3 separate regions of the Mus musculus genome follow, and regions 1 and 2 are each linked to region 3. A link is a contact called in public HiChIP or PLAC-seq data. All regions are on one chromosome and are shown on one strand. Each heading gives the region's core, a stretch centred on a gene start, on an enhancer-like site or on the middle of the called end of the contact. The rest is flanking DNA. Distances are from core to core; before and after follow the strand shown.

The links. HiChIP or PLAC-seq counts read pairs in DNA pulled down with a chosen protein or histone mark.
Region 1: a FOXA1 HiChIP or PLAC-seq map of pancreatic cancer cells shows a contact between it and region 3. The contact joins the enhancer-like site here to the promoter of Fgf15 in region 3. A contact is called at or near these places in 18 of 39 promoter capture datasets (the 3T3-L1 cell line, 3T3-L1-derived adipocytes, the HPC-7 cell line and 12 more), 1 of 15 datasets of contacts at CTCF or cohesin (the NIH/3T3 cell line), 1 of 484 Hi-C or Micro-C datasets (the AML12 cell line), 14 of 115 datasets of contacts at active chromatin or transcription factors (astrocytes, bone marrow-derived macrophages, craniofacial prominence and 8 more) and 1 of 9 other capture datasets (embryonic stem cells).
Region 2: a contact with region 3 is called in a CTCF HiChIP or PLAC-seq map of the NIH/3T3 cell line, with 7 read pairs. The contact joins the enhancer-like site here to the promoter of Fgf15 in region 3. A contact is called at or near these places in 8 of 39 promoter capture datasets (the 3T3-L1 cell line, embryonic stem cells, epiblast stem cells and 4 more), 1 of 15 datasets of contacts at CTCF or cohesin (the NIH/3T3 cell line), 5 of 484 Hi-C or Micro-C datasets (the P5424 cell line, bone marrow-derived macrophages, cerebral cortex and 2 more), 17 of 115 datasets of contacts at active chromatin or transcription factors (astrocytes, bone marrow-derived macrophages, embryonic basal ganglia and 10 more) and 1 of 9 other capture datasets (adipose tissue).

Annotation. Positions count from the first base shown.
Region 1 is chr7:144,629,831-144,632,530 of GRCm38.p6, reverse strand. The region is part of intron 12 of Ano1 (anoctamin 1, calcium activated chloride channel); the gene reads left to right. Among named protein-coding and RNA genes, the nearest start is that of Fadd, 49 kb to the right of the region's middle. Within about 2 kb of position 1,325, at least 12 of the 459 cell types and tissues checked have an H3K27ac peak or open chromatin away from gene starts, as enhancers often do. A contact at or near this core is called in pancreatic cancer cells and trophoblast stem cells, where this site is marked.
Region 2 is chr7:144,611,580-144,614,279 of GRCm38.p6, reverse strand. Ano1 (anoctamin 1, calcium activated chloride channel) reads left to right here. Exons shown (of 26, transcript NM_178642.6): 17 at 2,465-2,666. Among named protein-coding and RNA genes, the nearest start is that of Fadd, 30 kb to the right of the region's middle. Within about 2 kb of position 1,374, at least 47 of the 459 cell types and tissues checked have an H3K27ac peak or open chromatin away from gene starts, as enhancers often do. A contact at or near this core is called in the NIH/3T3 cell line, embryonic fibroblasts and pancreatic cancer cells, where this site is marked.
Region 3 is chr7:144,895,220-144,897,926 of GRCm38.p6, reverse strand. It overlaps Fgf15 (fibroblast growth factor 15), which reads right to left and starts at 1,395. Exons shown (of 3, transcript NM_008003.2): 1 at 996-1,395; 2 at 708-811. The coding sequence starts at 1,248. It overlaps Gm26793 (a long non-coding RNA gene), which reads left to right. Exons shown (of 2, transcript XR_003946907.1): 1 at 1-851; 2 at 1,022-2,707. RefSeq lists a cis regulatory region at 1,529-1,543, enhancers at 2,384-2,416, 2,437-2,707, 2,246-2,707 and a promoter at 1,310-2,707.

The sequences.
Region 1 (2,700 bases), core at 76-2,575, 270 kb after region 3:
GAGTCACACAGGGGTGGCTGGTTCCCATACTGCCTGCAAGCTCTGAGCATGCACCTCCAGGGCTCCCAGCTGAAAGGAAAAGTCTTGGAAGAGAATGGCAGGATCACCTAGGAGAGGCTGCCTAGAAGAGGCAGAAAGCTTGTGAACTGAGCTATGATAACCTTATAGGTAGCATTTGAGGGCCTACTTTATCACCTCTGGACTCAACTGGCTGATGGGTTACAGGGCAGGAAAAAGGCCAGGACAGCCTTGAACACTCTTGGCTGTGGGAAGCCATAGTAGACCAAGGGGGTAATTCTGGGTCCCTTCCCAGTCTATGTCATCTTAGCCTGTGCTGGTCAGACAAGCACCTTACTAAGAGGGAAACGTGGCCAAAGATGTACCAGAACCTCCTGTTCACCTGGATCTAATGCAGCCCACATTTTCTCTCTGCCTGAAGGCCCCAGTCTAAGGGTTCCTTCTTGGTACCAACGTCCTCAGAGTCAGACTGAGCTACATGGTTAGGAGGCAGGCATGCAGACAGCAGTGAAGATGTGCAGTGGGTAAAAGTCCCAGTGGTGGGCCTGGCAGATTATTCAGTGCCATGTCTTAAGCCACTGGACAGCCCAGTGTGTTCACTGAGACTCTGAGCTCTAAGTTCAGCTTCCTCGTCTGTCTCTAAGCTGGGAATGTGGTGAGAGGAGGCAGGCCGTGGGCACAGTCTCAGCCCACGTTCCACACCTTTTATGAATGGTTGCTGCCACTGAACACATTGAACTATTGGGTTGGGGGTGGGGTTAGGAAAATGCCTATGAGAGTGCCCACAGAGTGGGGTTTTGGAGACAGCTCAGTAGATAAGAACTCCTGTTATGCAAGCTTGAGGATCTGAGTTCAAATCCCTAGTATCCCTGTTTTTTTGTTTGTTTGTTTTAAAGTGTGTTTGTTTGTGTACCTGTAACCTCAGAACTTTGGAGGCAGCAACAGGGTGATCATTGAGGTCCTATGGCTGACAGAGTCTCTAAAGAGACTTACCAGTCAGTGTGTAAGGGGTGCTGCCAAGTATTCACCACCTCAGAAACCACAAGAAGCAAGCCCAATGGGGTTCAGTGCTCTTAAGTCTTAACAACTAGGATTCCAAGGAAACAGCATGTGCAAAAGCCCTGGGGGTGAGGTGCAGGACACTGAAGGAACCTGCTGCTGCAGGAAATGGGTGGGAGTGTGTCAGGGGATCTTAGAGAGGTCAGCAGGGACTTGCTCTAAAGAACTTCATGTTCTTGCTAGGAGGAATCAGAAGCCAACACTCTGGGTTACCATGTTATAGATGTTTTCCTGCCTTACACTGAGTCAGAGGCCATAAATGACAGAGTAAGTTCTACAGTGACTGGTCAGGAGGGACTCAATTGCAATGGAGGACAGTGGCCAGAGCATTCTCTGAGATGGACATCAGCTCCTCAGGGTACTTGGGTTCATCACATTTCCCAGGGTGCACCGCTACCCACCTTGGGAGGATCTGCCTCGAGGTTGTGTCTGACCATGAAGTCTCTCCCTGGAGAATTCTAGGAGGAAAGGTAGGAGAGGAGCCTCTGGAGCCTCAGCCTCCCTCAGAGCTTGAGCAGCAACCTCTAGGGTGAGGCTCCTCTAGGAGGAAGGAGGTCTCCGATGGAGGGGAGGTGTTTGTGTGACCCCACACTTCATTTGAGCTAAATCATTTCTGAGCTCTCCAGAGACAGCGACTTGGCTGCAACCCAAATATGGAAACCACAACCTGCCACAGCAGACCTTGAGTTTGTTTGTCTGTTTGGTGGCTGTGCTAGGGTTGGAACTAGAGCTTCCTGCAGCCAGCTTCATAGGGGCTAAGCTTGGGTTCTATCACTGAGCTGTGCCCCAGCCCTAAAGGTTCTTGAAGGGTCCTCACCGAAGTGCCACCCACATGGCCTAGCCTTGAGGGTGGGAAGTGTTCACCAACAGTGAATGAAGTCTGTCACAGGTAGTGGGTAACACCTCCTTTGTCGTGGACTCACCCATGTGTACAGAGTCATCCATCTTGCCTTTGCAGAGACCTGTCGTCCCTACTCTGTATCCTGTTCCAAAGAAGGTGGCACCTGGTGCCTCTTAAAGATTTTTTTCTTACTTTTGACTTTTTTTTTTTTTTAAATACAGGGTTCCGTGAAGCTGACACTAGCTTTGAACTTGATCTATAGCCAGGGATGACCTTGAACTCCTACTCTTCTTGCTTCTGCTTCGAGTGTATAAGGATCAGGGGGTGTGTGCGATGGCCGTACAGACTCCGTCCCTCTGACACCATTTCTCTCATACTCTCTCATTCCTGCCTCCTTGCTGCTGCCCCAGGCTAGAGCACACACTGCTCACCTAGGGCCACCCCACAGTGACACCCCAAGCCCCAGTACAAGCATAGAACACTGCCAGATTGGTCACATTGGTCCAGCTTGCTTACTATCTCACTGGCCTAGCAATATGCATAGCAGCTGAGGGATTACCTCAGCTTCCCTCTGGCAGCTATGTAGTAGTAGGAATAGACCCTATGCGTGTGAGTGTGCATGTGTGCATGCATGTGTATGCACATGTGTACCTGTGCACATGCATGTGCGCTTGAACATGCTTGAGTGTGTGTGTCTGTATGTTGTGTGCACGTGCACATGCACATGTGCATGTGTGTGTGTACATGTGTGTGCATGCATACATGTGTGTGTGCATATGTGT
Region 2 (2,700 bases), core at 125-2,624, 280 kb after region 3:
AGGTTTTGATGAAATCCTGGCACAGCCACCTAGTCTCTCAGTCCAAGATGCCCATCAGCCACCTGCCCCAAGGGCTTTCCAGGGAATGATCCATTCAGTCATCACAGCTAGCCAGCCCTGACTCCACAATGCTGCTGCTGAGGAAACAGATCTAAAGGCTGTTCTTTGGAAGGCCAAGCCAGAAGGGGCAAAGCTAACAGCTTATTTCTTCTTCATCTGCCCTACGGGCCCCTCATTTCATATGAGATGGACAGACAGCCTTGAGTCAGGCTGTGTTTCCTGGGCAGGGTGGGCCGCTGGAAGACAGTGTAGGCCTTAGCTTCACCCACCTTTTCCTGGAGAAGCCAGGAACTCACAGGAAGTCAAGCTCACACTCATTTGCTCTGATTCACTTTGATGAGGCCTGTGCTGCCCAGGCTCTTCCTGAGCTTCTGAACCTTGACCTCTAGAGTAGCTGGGACTACAGACACACTCTCAGCTTCATTTTGAGGGCGGCACGTTCCCTCAGGTACTGAGGCATAACCAGAGAATCACACCCCCAGCCCTTAGTCAGTGAAGGGCAAAGCTCGGGAATCAAGAGACTCCAGCAGCCCCACAGTTCAGCTGCTCCTAGCAAAAGGGCCAGTGATGGCTTAGGAAGAGGGTAGGTAGCCTAGGGCCTAGTGTGGCCAGAGGCACTGGCATCTCTGGACTTCTGCTCACTCATCCCGATTGCCTTATAGCTCCTCCTCCAACATCACTTCTGCATTCCAGGTAAGAAAGGGGAAAGCTGAGAATAAAGCAAAAGATGAGCAGCAGAGGCTGCCTGTGTGTGAAGGGGGCTTCCTCAGAAGACCCTCCCACAATGTATCCCATTGGTCAGAATCCTTTCTCCTACCTACCTCCCCTGCCTTAATAAGGAATATAGGGTGAGCTAACAGAGGTAGGTGAGTGAAGCCAGGGTAGACAGACACAGGTAGGAAACCAGCTGGGACTGTCTTTTTTTAAGGGTCCTGTCACAAGAGATACAGGTTCATGGCTGATGGGAGATACAGCTTCACTCCTGACCCCAGAGTTCCATTCAGGCACAGATACTGGTGATGCACATGAGCTAAGCCTGAAGACATCAGTGTGCATGGCCAGCCAGAAGTGCAGGGCACATGGCTCGTGGCTCCCTCAGAGGAGGAGGGTGGAGGGCTGCCTCTGCTGAGTCACCACAGACCCAGAGCCTTCCCCACCTCTGCACGCTGGCACAAGAGATGTCCTTATGGCCAGGAATGGCCTCTTGGCAGACCTGAGGGGTGTTCCGAGGAAAACCTCAGTGCCTGGCACAGATCAAGGCGTGGTATCCATGCCTTGTGCTTACAGGGCATAGTGGGGGCTGCAGATGGTTTCCCAGGCAGGGTGTTTCTCTGTTTAGTCACTAACAGATGTCTGGAAAGGTCTGGTTATGGCCCATAGTGTACAGGGCAAGTCTTCTGAAGAAATTCCAAAGGCCATGTCCCCTGAGTGGGCAACAGAGAGCAGCAGTGCCAGGAGCCATAAGAGACCATGCCAGCAAGGACAAGGCTTCCCCTCCATCCAGGACTCAGGGGCATAAGGGCCCGAGCCCAGAGCAGCCAAAACCTACACACAATTGGTTAAAGCCCAGCTATGCTTTGCTTTTCGAACCTCAGACATGCCAACCCTTGCCCAGCAAGCTCTAGGGTGGGGTGTTCACACCCTTGGGCTGGGCAGAGACTGGGTCTTACCCATGGACCTGTGCCAAAGGGAAAAGGAACCCAGACAGACGACTGTAGCAGGCGGAACAAACCTGTCACCAGCTTCCCACCCATCTCTCAGGCACCAGCAGTCTGAGTTCCATGGAATGTTGTAGCCTGAGATGGGTTTGGCTAGCTTTGGGACTGCTGTCATGGAAGAGCTGGAAGGTAGTAACTGCAAGATATCTGTGGGAAGACTCTGCCCATGCCCCAGCAAACCTGCAGGATGCCACCATCTACATGATCACAGTGAGGGCACCAACTCAGCCCTGCACACTAAATGTCTGCTATCTTAGTTGCCTCAGGTTGGGCAAGAAGCATCCACGGCAGCCAGTCTGCTCTACCACCCACCAGAACAGCCACTGGGGGTGTGGCTACAGTGTCCTGGGATCTACATAGGGGACAGTAAGGAAGGATTGTAAACAGATCTGGAGAACTTTAGGCTTGGAAGAACCAGCTGGTGAAGCCTGTTCCAGAGCTAGGTGCCCTGACCCAGCCACACGACCTCTCTGATCCTGGGAGTCTTCCCACTTTTTCTTCTTGTTCTGCGGTCTGACTCCTACCGAAAACCTGGCATCGGGTGGGTGACTCCAGTAATTCCAGCTTTAGTTCTGATGCAGGAAAATTGGGGGTTAGGAGCAGACGAGCAGGTTCACAGGAGCTCTTCGCCTTCCCCCAAACCACCCCTAGCATTCCCACTAAGCATGTCTACGCCTGCCCTGCAGATCGCAGTGACATTTGCAATCGTCCTCGGAGTTATCATCTATAGAATCTCCACAGCTGCAGCCTTGGCCATGAACTCCTCCCCGTCTGTGCGGTCCAACATCCGGGTTACAGTCACGGCCACCGCTGTTATCATCAACCTCGTGGTCATCATTCTGCTGGATGAAGTTTACGGCTGCATTGCCAGGTGGCTCACCAAGATTGGTGAGTGCCATGTGCAGGACAGCATAGGCAGCAT
Region 3 (2,707 bases), core at 146-2,645:
AGATAAATCAACTTCAGAGCCACAGACAATTTGGGGACTCTTAAAGAAACAAAACAACAAAAACGTTAAGTCCGGTAGCCATCCTTCCCCACTGGGGGACCTCGCACTGGTACTGCCAGAGGTAGGGCTGAAGGCTTCTTTGAACCCAGCCTCTATTCCTACAGAGCACTAGCCTACATACTTCATGACTACCGATTTTTAGGGGTTATGTGAACCTAGCCATCTCGCCTCACTCCAGTTCCCCCAGGTCACAAGCAGATGAGCATCTTGGGTACTTTCTAAAGTATCTAATTTTTGCATCACACCATGGACCTAAGAAAAATTGATTGAAAAGACCCTTCTTTCCTTTTTCTTTTCTTTTTTATTTGAGGGAGGGGGAGGAAATCGAGGACCACGAACACGCAAAGCCAGGAGAGGAGGCTTTCCTGTTCAGTATCAAAGGGGCCGAAAGCTGAATGGGACTCAGCAGTTAGCCCAGTCTTTGGGAAGATTAGACAGCTTCTCTGGTCTCCCTGCTCCCCCGCTACAGCCTGGGGCCATCACTTTACGCAGGGCGGGCAAGAGCAATATTAGCCCCACTATCATTGGTACCTTGCCCTCGAAGTTCCTTTTGGACCTGAGCAGGAGGCGAAAGAACAAACAAACAAACAAAAACAATACGGACCCAACGCGGCCGCGAGCATCCCGCCGCGTGGAGGAACACTCACCAGCCCGTATATCTTGCCGTCCGCGCTCATGCAGAGGTACCGCACGCTGCTGACGTCCTTGATGGCAATCGTCTTCAGAGCGACCGCGCGGAATTCCAACAAATCTGCGAGCAAGAGAAAGATGTTGCCGGGCCCCAGCAACACGTGAGTACAGCGGGGCCACACTGCATCGCCCTTCCCCAGCTCCAGTCTGGAAGTCAGGGGTGGGAGGATGTTAAGGCCACGGCGACACACCCACGTGCTTCTGGGTCCTAAGGGACCGGAGGGGACGGGCTGAATGATACTCACTTCGTTCGTTTTGGTCCTCCTCGCAGTCCACAGAGCCGTCGCTCCGGATTCGGAGGAAGCAGTTGGAGACATAGGGACCAGCGGAGTACAGGTACTGCAGGCGGGTAATCTTGCCCCAGCCGTAGAGAAAGAGTGGATCTTCATCTGACACAGACTGGGATTGCTGAGCCAGGGGACGCCCAGACACAGCCAGCCACAGAGTGGCCAGGACCAGGGCTCGGGCCACCGCACGCCCGTTCCACTTTCTCGCCATGACACCTCGGGGTCCTGAAGGCCGTTACAAAGGTGGCGCGGAGACTGCGATGCGGCGGGGACTCAAGTTGCAGGCGCAGGGCAGGCACAACCCACAAAGCAACTGGGCGCTTGTGGCGTGGGGCGCACAGAGTTACTGCTCCGACAGTGGGGTGGCTCCGGGCACGCGGCCTTATATACGTTTCGTCCCGCGGGCCCCGCGGGTAGGTGACCCGGGCATCAGAGCATTTCTCCTCCTAATTGCATCAAGTCTCCGCCCCCCGCACACACCCATTCAAGCCCCAACCCAGTGACCCCGCCCAGGCCGGCCAGATCTGGCAGAGGAGGAGCCCCCCCTTTGCGACCCTGGCCTGGGGAGCAAGTGTTCAATGCACAGTATCTTGGTGGTTATTGAATAGGCTATTTTAATTTTACTATTAATTATTGAGGTCTTCAGGCCCTGGGCTTTCAGAGGGATGCGCGTGGGACAGTCACAGAGACTAGAAGGCACGCAGAGCTCTGCCTCCGTAGCCCCCTGTTTGAGTCTTGAATCTCTCCTTTAGCACGCTATCGCAGATCCTACCCTCCCTCATTCTCCCGGCCCCAGACCTAGGCTCCCTTTTCATGGATATTTGCCCTACAAGGTGGAGACCTCGTGAGAACGTGTCGCACGCACTAGGTGGCGCTTCAGCCCTAGTTTCGGTCTCCAATGTGCTGCCAGTCGCTGTCTGCACGTCCTCTGCCTGCCTCGCGCGTGGACTCCACAAGTGGAATGTCACTGGGGCTGCGACTTTTGAGAAGGGTGGACTGACCAGCGTGCAGAAGCACGGCAGGCCGCGGGATCCCCTCTTGGGTCGATGATCAGGCCCTTGAGTCTGTGCGCGGGGGACAGCTGCGTACCGGAGAGGAGGGGGCCAGCTAGGAGCAACGGTGGACGCTGCTGGCGGCCGGTCAGGTGGGAGGAGAATGGGGGCTTCTCCTAGAGCCGCTCTTGCAAAGAAAAGGAGGCAGCCTGCAGAGAATTCCCCTGCCTGAAAGAAAGGGTCCTCGCAGGGGGCTTTGGCTCAGCGCTTATCCTTTCTCATTATGCCTCCAACCCCCCAACTCCTGTATGTGGGGCCCCAGGAGGCTGGTTTGGGTAAAAAGGTACTGGCCTAGCTCCGTGGTGATGGGAGGTCTGTCTGCAGGGGCGGGACAGCAGAGAAATGGCAGATCTGATGAATCTCAATGAGGAACACGCCACTTTCAGACGCCATCAGTGACTGGCATTAATGACGGAGCTCTGGGAGAATGTCATCAGGAAAGCCTTTACAAAAAGACATCACCGAAGGCTCTCAGGACCGGGGACTCCCATGCTGTGAGGCTTGTTTTAGAGAGCGATGTCTCCTGTAAAATCTAATTACTTCTCCCTTGTGATTCTCAATCGACAGCGCGGGCTATTAATCTTAATTGCCTTCTCCTGACGCTTTTGTTTTAATGTC